3 separate regions of the Mus musculus genome follow, and all the other regions are linked to region 1. A link is a contact called in public Hi-C and HiChIP or PLAC-seq data. All regions are on one chromosome and are shown on one strand. Each heading gives the region's core, a stretch centred on a gene start, on an enhancer-like site or on the middle of the called end of the contact. The rest is flanking DNA. Distances are from core to core; before and after follow the strand shown. Region 1 holds the start of Spon1 (spondin 1, (f-spondin) extracellular matrix protein). Region 2 overlaps Spon1 (spondin 1, (f-spondin) extracellular matrix protein). Region 3 overlaps Spon1 (spondin 1, (f-spondin) extracellular matrix protein).

Region 1 (2,998 bases), core at 149-2,648:
ATAGAGCCTAGATTCAGGTACATGCAACAAAGCTTGCTGGGGGGAATGGGAACCCAAACATGGAGTCAGTCTAGAACCCTGAGTCAGCTGGCTCACTCTACAGTCCAGATCTGAAGATGCACATAGGAGAGAGCTGGTCTGTTGGATCAGAGGCTGAGGTCCAGTTCTCATGCTTTCTCCTAAGGCTGAGAAGTACACAAGGCCTTCCACAAGGCTTATTCCTCAGTGACTTCTGAAAGATAGCATCCAGTTGACGGTGGTAGTACAAGTCACACCATAGGACTGAGGGATCAGTGGTTAGTGGATGGGGTGAGGAATGGAATTTCCAGTATTGATGGCTCTATTGGGCTGTTTGTAATCTAAGAGGAAGAGGAAAGGCGAGTCTGGAAAGTGGACGAAACTGCTTGTTAGATGCAGGCACTTGAGAAGTATTCAAGGCCCTGGGAAGAATAAAGGAGAATAATGCAGCCTTTCAGGGCATTGGGGGCAGGGGAGGCTTGTGTGCAGCAATGGCATTCAGGTATCTTCAAGTAGGGTGTCTCCTGAGGCAAAGTATTCCACATGAGAGATTTTGCCAAATTTCGGCATACACAGCTCTGGTTCAATAGCTGCCGCCCGCTCCTGCCCCATGCTTCCTGGGCAGGGAACACGCTTGGAAAGGATGTCTGACCTAACCTCACAATGGATAAATGACAAGGCTGAGGCAGAGAGACATTGAGAGAGATTCCGGCTTATGGCCTCTCCCAAAAACCTGTCCCTGGAGGCTAAGAGCCTGAACTAAATATCTAAGCCAAGAAAACACAGGCCCTTCTTTGAACATTTCAAAATGGCCAGGCTCCTAAGCAATAGACACTTATTTTTGTAAGCCCCCTCCTTCTTAAAACCTCACAGTTTATGATTGCTTAGATACACTGCTGAATAAACTAATATGTAGCAAAAAATATTTTCTTCAATAGTAACTTTTCCTCTTGTTTTAAAAGAAAAACATTTTAAAAAATCTTCAAAATTATGGCCAAGGCATTGTGCCAGCTGCTCTCAGGGCCTAAGTCTCGGGCTCCTTGCTGGTCCTCTAGCGTGATATGTTATATGGTGGCCTGGTAAGAGGCAGCGGGCCAGCACAGCAAAGGTGGCCTGCGGGGATCTGCTTGTCTATAAATAAATGATTACGGTGTGTGGCGCTAGTGCACGTGGTAGACTGATGCCGCCGCGGGGAAACCTTGCAGCAGCGCAGCCTGGCACTGAGTAGGTTTGCAACAAAAGTTAAGTTGGCAGGCTTTCCCTCCTCAGAGCACTGTGGTCCACAGGACCCAAGCTGGAACTGGATACCGAGGAAGCAGCCTCGTTGGTGGCAGGGTAGATTGAGCCAGCACGTGTCTGCGTATCCCGGCTCTCTCCCACCAGACCCTGGGAATCCAGCTTCACAAAACAAACACCAGAGCGCCCGCTAATCGCCAGCTCAGAAACAAAACAGCACTGCGCTGGGGGATCCGGGCGCAAATCAGCCCTCCCTCTTCGCGCTCCTTCGCCACCGCCCGCCCCTCAGCTCCGCTGCTCGGCTCCGCTCAGAGCAGCGCAGCTCCGCAGCCGCCAAAGCGAGGCGGGCACGGTCTCCCCACCGCCAGCGCCACCCGGGCTCCTCCAGGTTTCGCCTCTGCAGCTCCCGTCACTTGGAGCAGGAGTGTCCTGACAGGGTCTGCAACATCCGCATAAAGTTGGGGGGCCCTCGAGGATGAGGCTGTCTCCCGTGTCCCTGAGGCTTAGCCGGGGTCCGGCGCTGCTGGCCCTCGCGCTGCCCCTGGCCGCAGCGCTAGCTTTCTCAGATGAGACCCTGGACAAAGTGACCAAGTCGGAGGGCTACTGCAGCCGCATCTTGCGCGCCCAGGGCACACGGCGTGAGGGATACACGGAGTTCAGCCTCCGCGTGGAAGGCGACCCTGACTTCTATAAGCCAGGAAGCAGCTACCGAGGTGAGTGGAATGGCGTTGGGGACCGGAGATCTAGGAACCCCTAGGGCACTGACCCGAGCAAGGCTGGAGCCGGGAGCGCAGTCCCCGAGTGTACCACGTCTGCGCATCCCAGCCCGGGGCCGTGACCTGGCTGCCCTGAGCCCCTTAGCTGCCAGCTCTATACTATACCCAACAAGACAGTGTCGGGGGAGGAGGGGGCCGTCGGGGAGGCTACAGGCAGGAGAGACAGCCCCGGTCTCCAACGCAGGGTTCCCGAGCCGGGGAATACAGCCGAGCCACACATCACACCAGCCTGGCTGGGAGGGAGCCCGACTTCGCTCCAGCTGTTGGCGAGAGTGAAGTACACACACACATTTCTCCTTATCGCTCTCTGGGGAAGAGGGTACTCTCAGGTGGGTCCCAGGTAGGGCATCTCTTCCCATGGTTTTCATCCTCGAAGGAGAGATACCAGCTTCTAGATCAAGCAGGACTCTCACTTCCTGGATGGGTCCCTAACCAGTCTCAGGTTAGGGGAAGGAGGAACCTGAAGGGTCCACAGAAAGATCCCCGAATTACTCTCTTATGTCCCAGGAGAAGACAGAGACCCTTGGATTTCCAGGACAGGTTTCAATGGCAATAGGGTCCTCAAAAACAAACAAACAAACAAACAAACAAACAACCCAACACGGGTAGTCTCTCAATGGAAGGTGGAATGTGACGATAGAAAACAGACCCAGGATTCCCAGAACGCGATTCTGATTCTGGCGGCCTAGACGCTGTGCGCCCTGGGGATGCCCAGCTTTACGCAGCTCAGTAGAGAGTAGGGCTCAGAGCACAGGGAAAGGCAGTACAAGCAGGTGGGCGATTTCTGGCATGACCAACAGCTAGGCCCACACCCACCTGAAGACTCCAGTCACCTCCTCCTCCATCCTCACACTCCCTGCTTAGTAGGTCTATAGGCTCCCCAGATATCTTTTCCTTTTTCTTTCTTTCTTTCTTTCTTTCTTTTTTTTTTTTTTTTTTTAAACAAGCATTAGCTGGCTGTCCCCAGG
Region 2 (2,966 bases), core at 187-2,686, 94 kb after region 1:
CCCCCACTTGCCCCCAGCTGTTCCCTAATGGTTAGCATCACGATCATGATGGAGGAATAAAAGTGGTGGGATTTGAACAGGAGCAAAAAGACCCAGAGGAGAAAATCCAAGACAAACCAGGCTCATCTCTTCTTTGCCAAGCTTTGCTGGATTTTCTTTCTGATGGGCAGGATTCTCTGGGGGCTGCAGTTGGTTGTCTTCACCCTGATGCTTTTGCCTAGTAGCTTCGGTTTGAGATTCTCTTGCCACCCAGGAGACAGGGGAAAGAGGGTAAGGTAGGTCAGACTCCTTGGGCTCCAGATCCACTGAACATCTTCACAGATGTAGATGGCTTTGATTATGTCTCTTCCTTGGCTTTGTTGTTGTTGTTTACAGCAGAAGAAGGAGGTACTTGTTGGTATGATGATGCATGCTTGTAACACCAGCACTGATAGTTTCTGTTAAACTGTCTGATAACAATGCTGAGTCATGGGAGCTGTAAGACTCACTAGTAGTCTCCAGCAGGTCAGTGTAGTACGCAGAGGTGAGCAAGAGAATCTTGGACCTCTTCAGAGGTCAGCTAACTCTCTAGTTGTATAGAATAGGCATAAGCTCATGAGAAATTAGAGGAAGAGGAACGGATGACACCTTCCAAGCACCTGCCTTATGCTAGGCCATTTCTATACCAGCTCAGCCTATGAGCACTCACAAGAGTGTCATAAAGCAGACACTGAGCCCAATTTGAAGAGAAGGGCAGGAAACAGATTGCAGATCATTCAACTACTACAGAGTCAGGATTAAACACAATCTGCCTGACCGCAAAGCTCTATCGTGCCTTGTCTACTACTTTTGTTTCATAGTGTTGATAAAAATGAGTAATAAATTAATTAGGATTAGAACTTAGATGTTTCACACCATTTAGCTCTCTTCTGCCTGTCATTCCACACAAGTATCCACCCATCCAATTCTGTTACCCTATATAGTTGTAAAATGTGATTTTTTTTAAACTTAGACAAATACTTCAGTTGATAAGCCAGCTTTGAGGATAAAATTTAATGATCTGTTTTCATGAATAAAGTTCATAAATTTATCATTAAGTTTTATAATATAATATAACAGAGAGAAATAGGATTGCTTGAAAGTATGCTAATAGCATCAGATTATTTAATGTAGATTAACCAACAATTCTAAACAGCAATAGAGATAGAGGAAAACAAAATTAATGTGATTAAATGTACCCCGAGACTATTTATTCTGCCGGTTGTTAAAATGTAGTCAGCAGTCAGACTGCAAAGAGACTTTGCAGCTGCAGCCCCAAAATAGCCACAGTCTCTCCTCAGCTGCAGCTAATTAATGTGATTTTCCTAATAACAGTTTCCTAATAGAAGACAGACAGTAGCAAATCAAAACAAGTTCATTTTCATGCTGATGAGGCCTAGCAACAACAACAACAACAAGAGCCCAAAGGATCCAAGTGGAAACCAGCTCGCTGTAGGCTCCCACGTGGAGTTTCTCTTGCACAGTTGACCTCCAGGCTGGAAGTCTGTTGCTCAAATACAACAGTTAAGGCCTTCAAAGGACAAGCTGTGATATCGTGCCAGGCAGCCATGGTGACAGTGGATCACAGTGGAACATCCCACAAGCTCCAGAAGAAGAGCATTCTAGACAGTTGTTTCTCATACTAGACTCAGGCCCAGCCCTTGTTCTCTTAATTTCCTAGTCACCCCGTGTCTTAGTTAGAGTTTTACTGCTGTGAACAGACACCATGACCAAGGCAAGTCTTATAAAAAAAAAAAAAAAAAACCAACATTTACTTGGGGCTGGCTTACAGGTTCAGAGGTTCAGTCCATTATTATCAAGGTGGGAGCATGGCAGTATCCAGGCAGGCATGGCACAGGCAGAGCTGAGAGTTCTATGTCTCCATCCAAAGGCTGCTAGTGGAAGACTGACTTCCAGGCAACTAGGGTGAGGATCTTATGCCCACCCACAGTGACACACCCATTCCAACCAGGTCACACCTATTCCAACAAGGCCACACCTCCAGATGGTGCCACTCTCTGGTTCAAGGATATACAAACCATCACACCCCTGGGAAAAATAAATAAATAAAGAATTCAAGTTGGCCAGCTTGCACCATTTGATATGTACAGTTCTCCTGCTATCCCAATGCAGACATAGCTAGTGTGCCCTACATCCAGCACATTGATGACTTTGGCTCAGGTATTATTAGTCAGTGGTCTTAATCAATGGCCACTAACTGGTTTCACTAAAAATATGTTGCAAGGCAGAACAGTTTACTCCTCCACAAACTGGCTTACTCCTCCAAAGGAGGGTATGGGTGATGAGAATGTATTAACATTTTCTGCTGACTGTCCAGCACAATAGTGTTGCAAACTGGGCCAGATGGTGACATTAGACCTCTGGCTTCAAGGGTCTCCTGGGCTTCTCCAGCTCAGCTTGAACAGAAAAGAATCCAAGTTAGCTAAAGCTTGAATTACAAATTTTACTTTTTAAAAAAGGTAGCTACCTCAGCCCAAGGAAGCATGATGCATATTGATGCTTTGGGGTAGAGGCACATTAAGTCTGTGTAGTCTCATTAGAACAGCTCATTATCAGATAGCCTCCTAACAAAAGCATCCTGCCATCTTGGTTCCTTGTAGACTATGGTACTTTGTAACAGAAACATACTTGACACTGAATCCTCCAGAAATCATATCTCATTCTGATGTTTTTTAAAAAAGCCTTTATTGGCAAACATAAAACATTGATGGGGCACAGACCTTGCAAAGACTTGACCTTTGGATCCACCATGGGAAGTACTACCAGGAAGTCCACTGTGCTGCCCCCATGGAGGTAACGGCCATTCCTGTGCCCATATATAGATGTGTAAACGGAGGCCTCTCCATTTCTCTCCTTCGACTGTAATTTCTCACATCCCTTCTTCATGGAAGTTTTAAGCTGTTCCTGAGGACGAAAAGCTCTGACAC
Region 3 (2,858 bases), core at 347-2,846, 110 kb after region 1:
TCCAATATCAGCTGAGCTATTATTTCCCAGGGAAGCGTTTCCCAGCTTGGTCAGGTCTCCCTTCTGCACTCTGTAGATGTTTACATGGTAGCACTCAATCACCATTAGCTGTGGGTTTGATTATTTTTTGCTTCCCCTTCCTGTGATATGAACTTTGGGAATGAGCCGAGTAGCCCTCATCCCTATTGTTCATAATGGCCCCGGGTACCCTCCTCAGTGCCAGCCACTAAACATGCCCTCTGGCAATCAATTTGTTGAAAATGTGCCCGTAAATACTACAAGAAGACAAAAGGAAGGAGCCTTCCACTGAACCAGAACTGTGATTCTTAGACTGTTCCTAGGAGGTCTATGCTCCTGCAAGGGTCCCTCAGGCCCAGGGTGAGAGAGGCACCCTGACAAGTAAGAACAAGAGGCTTTGCTACTTGGTTTTGAGGTAGGGATGGCTATTACTCTTTTGGTCTGAGGGAACTTTCCCACTTAATGGTCCAGAGAATAGATAAAATGATCAAAGTCGTTTTGTGTAGACAGGAAGCATATTTCATTTACTTATTTCAACATCTTGTCTCTCTTGGGTGGGGAAAGACTGTAAAAGACATCTGTAAAGCTGGCCTGAGTTGTACTCTTTTGTGCAAGACTGGATGTAGCATAGACATTTCTTTGGAAAGTCATCTTGGCCTTTGCCCAGACCATTGGGGAAATTGTCTCTACTCAGCACAGATCCCCACAGAGAACGTGGGCCAGTTCCTAGGTCTGGAATCATGGCCGTCAGACCGTTGTTCAGTGCGGTCAGCTCTAATGGAGTCAGGGATGCCTTTATCTGTTAAATAGGGTGAATCGAAGTGAAAATTACCTTTTGATTGAGTAGCATTGCTGAAGAAAATCAATAGAAATGGCTCGAGATTTATCGGCACCAGCTCAATTTTAAGTGTTGTAGACTCTTAAATTGCTGGAACACTGGGTTTCAGGATCCATCCTTCTCCAGGCCAATGGAAAATAAACAGAGAATGAGTTAAGGGAGAAACTGCATTTCTGTTCTGTCACAAAGGAAAGAGGAAATATGTGCTGACCAAAGCTAAGTCATTTGCAACCTCAAACTATGCTTTCTAAATTCTAAGAGCCCACGTTTGACGTGTTCAAGGGAGAAAGACCGCAGCTGACGCGGTCTTTGTTCAGAGTGTAGGAGACGGTTTTGTCTAGACTTTCAGGAATGATATAGAATGACATTTTTAGAACAAATAAAAAAAATAGTTTTAGATTCCTCTTTTCCCTTCAGGAGAAGGATTTGACATGCTTCTGAAATCTGAATGTGGTGGGTCTATAAACAGCCTCCATCATTTACTAGGAAGAGGATGGGAAAATGAGCCATTGAGAAAAGATGCTGAAAATGTCCTTGGTTTACTTTCTTACTTTAATAGCAGTGCCATCAATAGTAATCCAGCACCTAATGGGGAGGGAATGGTTTATAGGCACGTGCTAGGCTGCTGACATACATTGCCTGGCAGTTCTCAGGGTGACATCATGGGGCAGGTATTGCTTGTCTGCTTATGAATGAAGAGACAGAAGCACACAGAGCTTGGGAAACAGCACACAGAGCCACCGAACATGGGCTTCTAAGCAAGGATTGTGTTTGACTGTCCCTCTAAACCTGCCCATCTCACCACTGTGTTGATGTCTTCTTTCCCCACAGGGCCAGCATTGTACAGAAACGCATAATTTATTTTCAAGACGAGGGCTCCCTGACCAAGAAGCTGTGTGAACAGGGTAAGAACATGCAGACGGGGGAGGGAGAGGTGAGGGAGGGCTCTTTCAGGTTAAGCTGGCTGCAGAAATTCAGGCAACAGGGCTTTCTGAATTCCCCTGGGCCCTGCCTCCTCACGTAGCTCTGATTTTTAATCTGGCTGTGTGCTATGGATAATTGGATCCGCCTTAAGCTCTAATTACTCGGCTTGATTCCCTGGGTAGGAGATAATGTACCTTATATTGGTGCTGTCTTCTTATTTTTGTGAAACAGTGATTATTCTGAAGAGGTTCCTTGGAATAATTCACAGGACTTAATTAAGGAATGCACAGTTGTGTACCTTTAAAAAGCCTATGGTGGCTCTCTGGAATAACCACCCTCAGAACTTGCATGGCACCTGAATAATATGGAGCTTTTCTCCCAAAAAAAGACCAGTAGCAGACAGGAGTGTCATGGGTTGGAGGGTAGGGGGACACTAACCTTGTGATTTTACCACTTCCAAGTCTGGTCCTCAGACTGCAAGTTCATAAACACCCTTTACTTAGAGTGAAATATTCTAATAGATGTCCTTTTTCTGGTGCTAGGGATCATATCTGGTGCCTTGTGCATGCTAACTAAGCACTTTAGCTCTGAGCTACCCCTGAGCCTGGGATTGGAGCATCCTAATAAAGTAGACCGTGTGTTTACAGATGGGGCCTGGGCTCAGATTATGCCTAGCTTAGATCTGCTTCTGTTGTGCAGCCTGCCCTTCCACCCCCACACCATGTGATTTAATAACGTACAATAAGCCAAGGAAATGGCTCCGTGAGTAAAGTTCTTACCATGCAACTTTGAGGGCTTGAGTTCAGAGCCCCAGACTTCACATAAAGCTGGACATGGTGCTTCAGCCCTGCAATCCCATCATTCATCTGTAACATATGAGATGGAAGCAGAGGTGGCAATTCCTGGGTGCTCCCAGCGCAGCTAGCCTGACATCTACAGGTTGAAAACAACAAGAGAACCTGTTCCCAACAAGATCAAATGTAAGGACTGACACCTGAGATTGTCCTCTGAGCCCCATAGAAGTGCAAAGGCATACTTGCATTCACAGACTCCAACCCAGACAAGCACACACATCATA

The links. Hi-C and Micro-C count contacts between places; a contact is called where the count stands out from the background. HiChIP or PLAC-seq counts read pairs in DNA pulled down with a chosen protein or histone mark.
Region 2: a Hi-C map of uterus shows a contact between it and region 1, with 3 times the contacts expected there. The contact joins the enhancer-like site here to the promoter of Spon1 in region 1. A contact is called at or near these places in 7 of 39 promoter capture datasets (3T3-L1-derived adipocytes, cranial neural crest, frontonasal cranial neural crest and 4 more), 13 of 484 Hi-C or Micro-C datasets (ECoMG-derived neutrophils, the P5424 cell line, embryonic stem cells and 7 more), 6 of 115 datasets of contacts at active chromatin or transcription factors (SST interneurons, T-cell acute lymphoblastic leukemia, embryonic forebrain and 2 more) and 2 of 9 other capture datasets (adipose tissue and liver).
Region 3: a contact with region 1 is called in an H3K27ac HiChIP or PLAC-seq map of SST interneurons, with 2.8 times the contacts expected there. The contact joins the enhancer-like site here to the promoter of Spon1 in region 1. A contact is called at or near these places in 4 of 39 promoter capture datasets (cranial neural crest, embryonic stem cells, hematopoietic stem and progenitor cells and 1 more), 2 of 15 datasets of contacts at CTCF or cohesin (large pre-B cells and stem cell-derived epiblast-like cells), 18 of 484 Hi-C or Micro-C datasets (the G1E-ER4 cell line, the N1E-115 cell line, the P5424 cell line and 10 more), 7 of 115 datasets of contacts at active chromatin or transcription factors (SST interneurons, cardiomyocytes, embryonic hindbrain and 4 more) and 4 of 9 other capture datasets (adipose tissue, embryonic stem cells, liver and 1 more).

The regions. Positions count from the first base shown.
Region 1 is chr7:113,764,600-113,767,597 of GRCm38.p6, forward strand. It overlaps Spon1 (spondin 1, (f-spondin) extracellular matrix protein), which reads left to right and starts at 1,399. Exons shown (of 16, transcript NM_145584.2): 1 at 1,399-1,967. The coding sequence starts at 1,730.
Region 2 is chr7:113,858,280-113,861,245 of GRCm38.p6, forward strand. The region is part of intron 3 of Spon1 (spondin 1, (f-spondin) extracellular matrix protein); the gene reads left to right. Among named protein-coding and RNA genes, the nearest start is that of Spon1, 94 kb to the left of the region's middle. Within about 2 kb of position 1,437, at least 6 of the 459 cell types and tissues checked have an H3K27ac peak or open chromatin away from gene starts, as enhancers often do. A contact at or near this core is called in uterus, where this site is marked.
Region 3 is chr7:113,877,490-113,880,347 of GRCm38.p6, forward strand. Spon1 (spondin 1, (f-spondin) extracellular matrix protein) reads left to right here. Exons shown (of 16, transcript NM_145584.2): 4 at 1,688-1,761. Among named protein-coding and RNA genes, the nearest start is that of Spon1, 110 kb to the left of the region's middle. Within about 2 kb of position 1,597, at least 8 of the 459 cell types and tissues checked have an H3K27ac peak or open chromatin away from gene starts, as enhancers often do. A contact at or near this core is called in the N1E-115 cell line and SST interneurons, where this site is marked.